2 separate regions of the Mus musculus genome follow, and region 1 is linked to region 2. The links are chromatin contacts, called in public targeted proximity ligation maps. All regions are on one chromosome and are shown on one strand. The core of a region is the stretch at or near the end of the contact, and the rest is flanking DNA. Distances in the headings are between cores, read along the strand shown.

Region 1 (4,401 bases), core at 1,620-4,119, 85 kb before region 2:
GAACTCCTGATCCTCCTGCCTCCACTTTTCAACAGTCTGGATTATAGATATGTACTATCACATCTGCCATAAGCGGTACAGAGATTCAAATCCAGGGCTTTGTGAATAAAAGGTGATCGCTCTAACAGCTGGGCCACATATGAAACCCTGTAGTGTGTTTTTAACTAGTAGATGAAAGTCACACTCAACAAGTTAGGATTGTCTTTTTGTACAATTGCAGTGCCAATTTATTCACATCAAAATGCAACTAAGATACAGACATCACCTTTATTTTTTTTTTTTCCTTTAAAACATGTCTTGTTTTGTAGGCCAAGATGACCTCAAACTGGCCACCCTCCTGTCTCACCCTCCTCAGAGTTGGGACGAAAGTGAGCACAGCACACCCAACTTAATTATGCATTTTAGTCGTGTTTCCATCCATGTAGAAAGTGATCAGACGAAAACAGAAAGGTTGTCTGCGGACAGCCACCCACGGCTTGCTTCTTTTCTCTATGTGTAATTGAAGCACATACCCGGTGGGAGCCATGTAAAGCCTGTGTCCATGATCTTAACCCCTCCATTGTAGCACCTGAGTCCTAGATTTCTACCAGTAACTGCTGCTAAGGAGCTAGGAAGGATGTCTACTAGCCCCCCTGAACTAGTTCTGTGTTTGTGAAAAGCAGAAGCAACTAAAAATATGGCAGGGACATCCTATGAGAATTTGCACAGCAGGGTGAATGCCAAGAGTACGGGCTTAGCTTAGGCAGCCATGTTGGAGCTGCAGGGACCTGGGCTTACTGGCTGGCTCCTTCCTTTCTTTTTCTTTCTTTTTTTTTTTTTTTTTTTTTTGGTTTTTGGTTTTTGAGACAGGGTTTCTCTGTATAGCCCTGGCTGTCCTGGAACTCACTTTGTAGACCAGGCTGGCCTCGAACTCAGAAATCTGCCTGCCTCTGCCTCCCGAGTGCTGGGATTTTAAAGGCTTGGGCCACCACCGCCCGGCTACTGGCTACTTTCTGCCTCTTCCTCACCCTAAAAGGAGGGGCAGAGTCATCCTCATCTGCTGTGAAAATTGAACGGCCATCTGTGAACGATTACTCAGAGAATATTCCTGCTAGTGCTGGGATTGAGGCCAATATTTACCCACAGGGACACGCCTTGGACTTAAGAAAATGATAGTGCATGAGTACTTGAGGAACTGGTCTGGACTAGCTGATCTTGGTGGGCAGAAATTTCTGTTCAACCAGAAAAACAATGTGAGGTTCCCTGTCTGTTGATGGTTCATATTGTAAAATATAAAAGCTAACAGAAAGAAATATGAATTTGGCAGTTCACAGGCACATGCTTAAACAATTCTGAATCATTCCATATCTACCCCCACACAAACGATTTTCGGTATTCATGCTGGGTCATATTTTATTAGAATGTGGAGGAGGATCAGGTTAAAATGTCCACAGCCAGCCTGAGTTAAATGAGACTTTGTCTCAAAAAAAAATGGTGGAAATATCCTCTAATACAGAATTATTTGCTATATGATAGGTATTTGGAAGTTCATTGTATGATCCCCTCCTTCGTTTGTTTGTTTGTTTGTTTGTTTGTTTGTTTGTTTTTCGAGACAGGGTTTCTCTGTATAGCTCTGGGGATCCTGAAACTCACTTTGTAGACCAGGCTGGCCTCAAACTCAAAAATCTGCCTGCCTCTGCCTCCCCAGTGCTGGGATGAAAGGTGTGCGCCACCATGCCCGGCATATGATCCCCTCCTGCCTCCACTCCTCCTTGCTTTTTCAGTTAGAATGATGTGAATACAAATTCCTCCGAGTATACCACATTATAATTTGAGAAGACAAAGTACTTACATGTACTATCTTTCTTTAGTAGAGCAATAAACCAATATGGCCTGTACCAAGTCCCATCCTCGGTCTCCCTAACAGTTTCCTGGAATTGCTTTCTCCATCTTCTTCCCCTTTCTCTTGCCCCCTTTTTCTTTCCCCTGGCCTTTCTCACTCTCCCTATTTCTGAATAACGCCCTGCCCCACCAAGCCCCTTTAAGCCTCTTTCTGGCTTCTGAGCCACATCCGTCCCTCCCTATTGCCTAATAACTTCCTCTCCAGCCCCTTGTCTCCCTCCCCCACCTTCACTTCCCCCTCTCTTAAAGGCGCTTATTTTCTGGCTAGCCATGTGCACATTCTTGCCTACTTACTTTTCTCTCAGAAAGGCTTTCCAGAGGCAAAGACCAGAGCTGATCTAAGCCTGCCTCTTCCTACACTACCACATCATCAATACCAGCACGCTGAGGCTAGAATGCTGAAAACAACCCTGGGCTCCCTGGGTCCTTCAGATGGGTTAGCCCTTCTGCCTCTGTCCCAAGGGCTTTCCAGCGCTAGAAGTTCCCCCATGCCACCAGTGTGCCTGAGATTTCACCCACTCTTCATTTCAGAGTAGCACAGTTTGTTTATGGACCTGCCACCTTCCCTGGCTCACAGCTAGGACCAGCTACACTTGAACCCAACATCTAGCATTAAGTCTGCTTTTGGGAGGAAACCGTCACAGTGCCCTTAAAGAACACTAAAGATGACTGGTATTTTCTAGTCCTCAGCAGAACATACTGGGTTATGTTGATGGAAACAGCAGACAAATCAGGTTAATGTAGTAACCACCTATTCGAATATGGATAGCTTCCACTCCACCTGCTAGGCAAGCCTGAGAAAGAAATCAGTATTTGTCACTTGTGTATTTTTATTCCAAGATGAAATAGACTTGCTAAATATATTGGTGAATATTTGCTGCACACCACATTCTGACATGAAGAAATTAATCTTAAAGTGGCTTTTTACTTACTGGATCTTTCCACTCTATGGCAGCTTCGCTCCAGCCGCTGGAATCCCGGGTCTTTTAGAAAAAACAGAACCAGACTGTCATTTGACGTCTTTGTTCAGAGGGTGGAGAGACTGCGGATTGGTCCTTTCTCTGAACAGCAACCAGCTGTGCTTCAGTCCATTGGCTGCATTCAGAGCGCGGGACTGGACCAGAGCAAGCGCAGTGTGCATCCGCCCTGGTCTCTAAGGGCCGCCTAGTCAAGGAAGCCCGCCAATCGAGTGGGTGTGGTCCTCTACTCTCCAGGGATCTCCTTTTAGAGCCTAGTCAAATGAGGTATGCTAACTGGACTCAGTGGGAAGCTGAGGAGCCAGGACTAGATCTGGGTTCCCTCCTGGTTTCAGGCAGGTCCAGGGATTTTCTTCCAAATAGCAAGAGAGACCAGGGCAGCAGGTTAGTGACATGCTTTCTGGCTGCAGGCAGGAAGAGAATGAGCTAGGAGGAGGAAGGCTGGAGGACTCAGGGCCTTTCTAGGGGGTAACATCCCCACAGCAGACCAGCTTCAGTACTTGAACAAATCAGAAAGAAGCTGCAAATCCTTGTCAAAGACTCATTTTTCAAAAATGTATTAAATTTATTATTTGTGTGTAATATGTGTATGTGTGTGTATGCCACATGTCACAACTTTCAGGAATTCAGGCTCTTTCCTACCATGTGAGTCTAGTGGATCAAACTCAGTCAGACTTGGCAGCAGATGCTGAGTCATCTCGATGACCTAATAAATTGATTTTTTTCCAGATGTGCATCATTGGGAGTAAATATTTTCTACTCATAAAGAGAGTGTCCACTCCAGAAATATGAGCTGTGATTAAAAAGGAGGAAGAGGAGGGAGGGAGCCAGGCAGGGAGTGGGAAGAGATTACTGGGAGACACAACTGTTATGGGGCAAGAAGGAGGATGCTTAGGGCATGGCTAAAGAACTAGGGCAGTGGAAAGTCCCAGGAATCTATAAGGGTGACCCCAGCAATGGGGGATACAGAGCCTGAACCAGTAATCTTCTATAACTGGACAAGATTTCCAATGAACAGTTTGGGACACTAACCCAGCCACAAAGCATTCTACCTACAAATTGTCCTGCCTACAAGATAGTCTGGGGAAAAGTGGTGCAGAAATTGTGGAGGTGGCCAGGGATGACTGGTCCATCTTGAGACCCATATCATGTGAGGAAGCCAACCCCTGACACTACTAAAGATATTCATTCATACTTGCAGACAGACGCCTAACATAATCATTAGCAGAAAGGCTTTACCCAGCAATGAATGGAAACACAGATGCAGAAACCCACAGCCAAACATTAGGAAGAGCTTGGGCAATCCTGCAGAAGAAAGGGAGGAAGATGGTAGGAGTCAGAGGGGTCAAGCATACCACAAGAAAACCCACAGAATCAACTAACCTGTTTCCATAGCAGCTCACAGAGACTGAGCAGATTACAACTATTGCTACCACCTTGGAGAACCCAAACATCTCTGAAAACCTAAAACATATATCTAGCTATATGCTCTTTTCCACATCTACCACACCCCAGAGTTTGTAGTTCACATAGATTCTAGAAT
Region 2 (4,551 bases), core at 954-3,453:
ACCCTCCATGGATAGAGGTCATTCCTTGACAAGCCCCCGTTGGGCTTGCCCATGTCCGCCCATTTCTTTTGCTGATGCATTTTAAGCATGGGCACTTTGCTTGAGAGATATCTTCCCTTAGTGGAGAGAAGCTGGAACACAAGCCTTTGTGCACTGTTCTGTCCTTGTTTTGGCTAAAGCCTCAGTGAAGGTGAAGGCAGCTTGTCATGCCGGCCAGAGGCATGGGATGCTCATGACTTCCTCCGTGGGGAAGCGCAGGACAGCGGGGAAGAGGCGCCTGGATCCCGCTGCTACTCTGCTTCTCTACACGGGGTTGCAGCAGAGTGCTGGGTGCTCTAGCAGATTTCCAGGGTGATTGCCAGCCCATAAGAGGAGGCTCAGTGTACGTAGGGGACTCCCTGACTCTTGAGCTTGAACCCAGTTCTTTGCTGTGCCACTTGGAATAAGTTTTGTTTCCTCTGTCTTCAGTGTTCTTAGCTGTTGAGCGACATTATAATAGGACTTCAGTGCTAGGGTTGTCACGTGGGTTAAATGAAGCCTTCAGTTCAGAGACTGCACAGAGTCCAATGGGTATTAGCTGCCGATGGTGATGATGATGATGATGACGACGATCTAATGACTATACCCTTGTGTTAGTGAACTCAAGGCTAAGCTGAGCCAATCCAACTTACACATCATTTTTGTCCCCTTGACAAATGCCCCAGTGACCCCATGCCATCATGAAGACAGATGCCCCGAGATCACCTTGAACTACAACGAGTGTGAGGAACTCAACAGGCTTCGTTTCTTTTGTTTGTTCCCCTGCCAAGCTGGAGAAGTGAGTGCAGTCCAGGCAGCACAATTCAAAAGGGGTATAGAAATGAGTTGCTTTTGCACTGTTTTTCTGAAAGGGGTCCCTCCCACCTCTCTCTGTCTTCCAGCCCTTTCTTCTCACCTTTTTTCCACCTCCTGCATTCCCATTGCCATCTTCCCTTGTAGCTTTTCTTGGCCACTAATGAGCATGTGTTATCCTCTTTGTCTGGAACTGCCATCAACCTTCTGTCATTACACAGCCCCGTCCCCATCCCCTCTGCCCATGACCTCTTCAAGCAACTTTCCCACAGGAAAGGGGAAAAAAAAAAAGGAAGATCAAGGATGGCAGGCAATGTGGGATGAAGAGAAAGTATTGGCAGGGGACAAAAGATACAGCAAATTATTCAGACACAAGCAGGAGGTTCTTAAAAGGGGTGGGAAGGTCGGTGCAGGGCAGCAGTCACCCCTCTCCCCCTCAGAGTCCAGGCTTCGGTACCTCCAGTTAGGCATGGTTGCTGGTTGCCTTAGAGACAAGGCCATTGTCCTTCATGAGGCTTCCTGGGTTGGTGAATAACTCAGAAAACACTAGCCTTCTCCGCATGAGGTCTGCAAGGATCTCTCTCTCTCTCTCTCTCTCTCTCTCACACACACACACACACACACACACACACACACACACACACACACACACACACACACAAACGGCCTGTTCAGGCCTCCTCTCTTTACTGTGTCAGTTCCTCTCAGTTTTACTTTATCAATGGAAATAAAAACTTGGATCCTCCATAACTGGGAACAGCCCAAGAGGATGGGGGAAGGGCTGTCTTCCGATTGGCCAGTGCGTGATTAGGTCAAAGGGCTTTGGCTTGGTTGCCTGGAAGATGGGAGAAGGAGGCTTGCTATTGGACCGCTGCTTCACAGAAGGAGGGGTTTGGGCTCAGATAGCTGAGGCCCTAGGGCAGAGGACAGGTTTTCTGGGATTTTCATTTTAACCAGGAACCATGGGGGAAGGGCAGGCAGGTGCTGCCTGCTCACAGTCCCCAGTACTGCTAGGCTTTCAACTCTGCCAGGCTTTCGACTCTGCCTTTTATACCTGATACCCTGTGGTCAAGATTGTGAGAAAACTGGATTATTAAAGCAGGAAGTGGCAGAAATCAAGCCCTTCGACAATTGGAAAAATAAAAGTGTAAACAGTTGCCCAAATTTGCACAAGGCTCAGCTGTTTATCAACTACTTGACCTAGATCCTACAGCCTCACAGGGACCCCAAGGGAGCAGACATTTATCGGACCTTGTTTACAGCTGAGGTTAAAGGCAGGCAGATTTGATCACAGAACACAGAGGATCTGGCCAGAGCTGCCAGAGGCAAAGCAGGCAGTGTACAGATGTGGGCAGTCACTTTCCATTTCTTCTCATTGTTTGCTGTTGGTATTTAGTAAAGCACACAGCCCTGCCCTCCGCTGAGCCCCAGTGCTGCCCACAGACCAGGGACCAGGTTGCCCCCTTCCTGACACACAGAGGAAGGTTGACCCCACAGGTTGATCCCAAAGTCTTGCTGAGTGTTCAAGGGTTCCACAAACAGGCTTCCCCTATCTCTCTCTCTAGACGCCCCCACACGCCACAATCCCCGGGCTGCTCTGAGGATTGGAGTACTTCCTGGTTGACCAGAGAGTGTGTGGAAACCTGCCAGTCAGGTTTGTGGAAACAAAGGTGGCCTTTGTCACACAGATCACAGTTTTTTATCAGCTGTGGTAGGGGCCCTGGAGATGGTGAAAGGAGGCAGGTGCGGGGGCTGTGCGGCACGTGCTGTCCCCTAGTGGTGAACAGGGGACATACCACAAGGGGCAGACTCTTCTAGCCTCTTCAGGTAGAGTGGAGAGGTGAATCTGCCCTGGAAGGGATTCAGGGCTTCTGACTCACCTTTCTCTCAAATAGTGTAATGGGAAGGTGCCAAGGCGAGACATTCTAACCCCAGATCCCTGAGGCTCAAGCAGTTGGCTGACTTCATGTTATTTGCAGTGCTTGGTTGTTTACACAACCAGGAATCAAGGCCGTTCCCCTTTCCTTGGTCTAGTGGCTTTTATTTTCAAGTCAGCTTTTCCCTCATCTCCCCACATCCAGTCTTGCTTTATTCAGGCGACAGTTGGGAAAGAAAAGTAGCTTTAGGTTTGGCCCGATACATAGCGTCATATGCTTTGATTAGCTTCACTGCTTCTGTCTTCACGGAAAGGCAACAGAGGAAGCGCATCCTACTGGACCTGGTGTGCTCCGGTAGAGAGACTTGGCTATCAGGCCTCTCTTCTGTCCTGATGGTGCCTTCGTGCATTACAGTATGGGGCAATGCAGAGCACGGCATCATGGGAGGCGCAGTGAAAGGACTCTGGAGCCAGATAGTGTGTGTTGGATTCTTGTTGCAATCTTGGTCTAGTTGGCGTAACCTCTTGTGTGCCCCAATTTTGTTACTTATGCAGCAAGATTGACTTTAACACTCCTTACCTAGAGACCTGGGAGGACTGAGTAGGCTTATTGTTGAAGAGTTAGGATTGCCCCCAGCCAGATATGAGCCCTGTGAATCATAGCCCATAGAGGAAGACCCATGGGGTGTCATGCTCACAGCTGCATCTCCAGCATTAAACATGATTATCCCAAAGTAGGGTTCAATGAGTTCTTCTCAAATAGACACATAAATAAATATTGCTTTTTTTCCTTCTGACTTCCCAGCACAGCCCTACCCCAGCTGGACTCTCAGGCTTCCTTGATCCCAGAGGCATCTATCTATCTATAGACAGGCCCACTGGCTTCTCCAAGCCAGCTGTGGAAGCCTGGGTGGCAGAGGGGAATGGCACAAGTCCCATCTCTATGTGTCTTGTATTTTCACCTTCAGTGCCTTCGCCGTGGGCGGCCTGGCCTTTCCCAGGCAGCTGTGTGGGCTCCTCTCCAGAGCTGGGGAGGTCAGCAAGGGGAGGAGTCTCGGCTTGCCTTTATAAGTTTCTGGGACAAGGAGAAGTGACAGCTGTTTAGGCAGTGTTTTCCAAATGCTGGACCAGGGATTGCAACATCTCTGCTCTCCGGGGAACATGGGGGTGGGGTGATATGGATTCCTGTGGTGCATGGATTTGGGGATAGGGATATAACTCTGATCATGGCTGAAGATCTGTATTTTAGCCAATAGTAAGGGAATGTAAGCGGAAACGGGCAGGGTCCTGGAAGAACATTGTAGGGAGAGGAAACGACATTTTCCAAAGGTGCGTAGGCAGGCATGTGACTGGCAGGGGTGAGGACCAGAAAGAACAAAGGTAAAACAACGATGAGAAGAGGCTGGCAGAAGGCTAAGAAGGTTGAGGTAGAGGAATTGGCAGACAGTGCAGAGCTGGGAACTCCTTGCTTTGACCGTGGGCATCCTGGACCCATTCTTCATTCTCAGGTTCTGAGTGGAGGGTGTCAAGATCTGAGTTCAGTTTGAACCTCTCACCTCCCATTGATCTCCTAAGAACCCACTGCACTTTGGTAGGTTTAAACACTGGTTCATTTTGTTCTGATGTCAGAGCCATAATACATCTGCCCTTTACTTCCACAGGGTTCCCACTGTGCCTGTGAAAAACTTGAATGGGTCCAGCCCTGTTAATCCTGCCTTGGCAGGTAAGAGCTCACGAACCTGGGTTTGACTGACGTAGGCTGAAAACTCAGAATCATGGAGAGACTAGTGAACACATATTTATAAAGAGGGGAGAATTTGGATGCTAATGGGAGAAAATGAGAT

The links.
Region 1: a targeted proximity ligation map of the SCID.adh cell line shows a contact between it and region 2, with 13 read pairs. A contact is called at or near these places in 2 of 39 promoter capture datasets (the C10 cell line and hematopoietic stem and progenitor cells), 12 of 484 Hi-C or Micro-C datasets (the C3H10T1/2 cell line, CD4 T cells, CD8 T cells and 9 more), 19 of 130 datasets of targeted methods (the 230-238 cell line, CD8 T cells, the HPC-7 cell line and 13 more) and 4 of 9 other capture datasets (adipose tissue, embryonic stem cells, liver and 1 more).

What each region holds. Positions count from the first base shown.
Region 1 is chr19:12,571,993-12,576,393 of GRCm38.p6, reverse strand. It overlaps Fam111a (family with sequence similarity 111, member A), which reads right to left and starts at 2,869. Exons shown (of 4, transcript NM_026640.2): 1 at 2,814-2,869.
Region 2 is chr19:12,486,308-12,490,858 of GRCm38.p6, reverse strand. Dtx4 (deltex 4, E3 ubiquitin ligase) reads left to right here. Exons shown (of 9, transcript NM_172442.3): 3 at 4,369-4,430. Among named protein-coding and RNA genes, the nearest start is that of Dtx4, 13 kb to the left of the region's middle.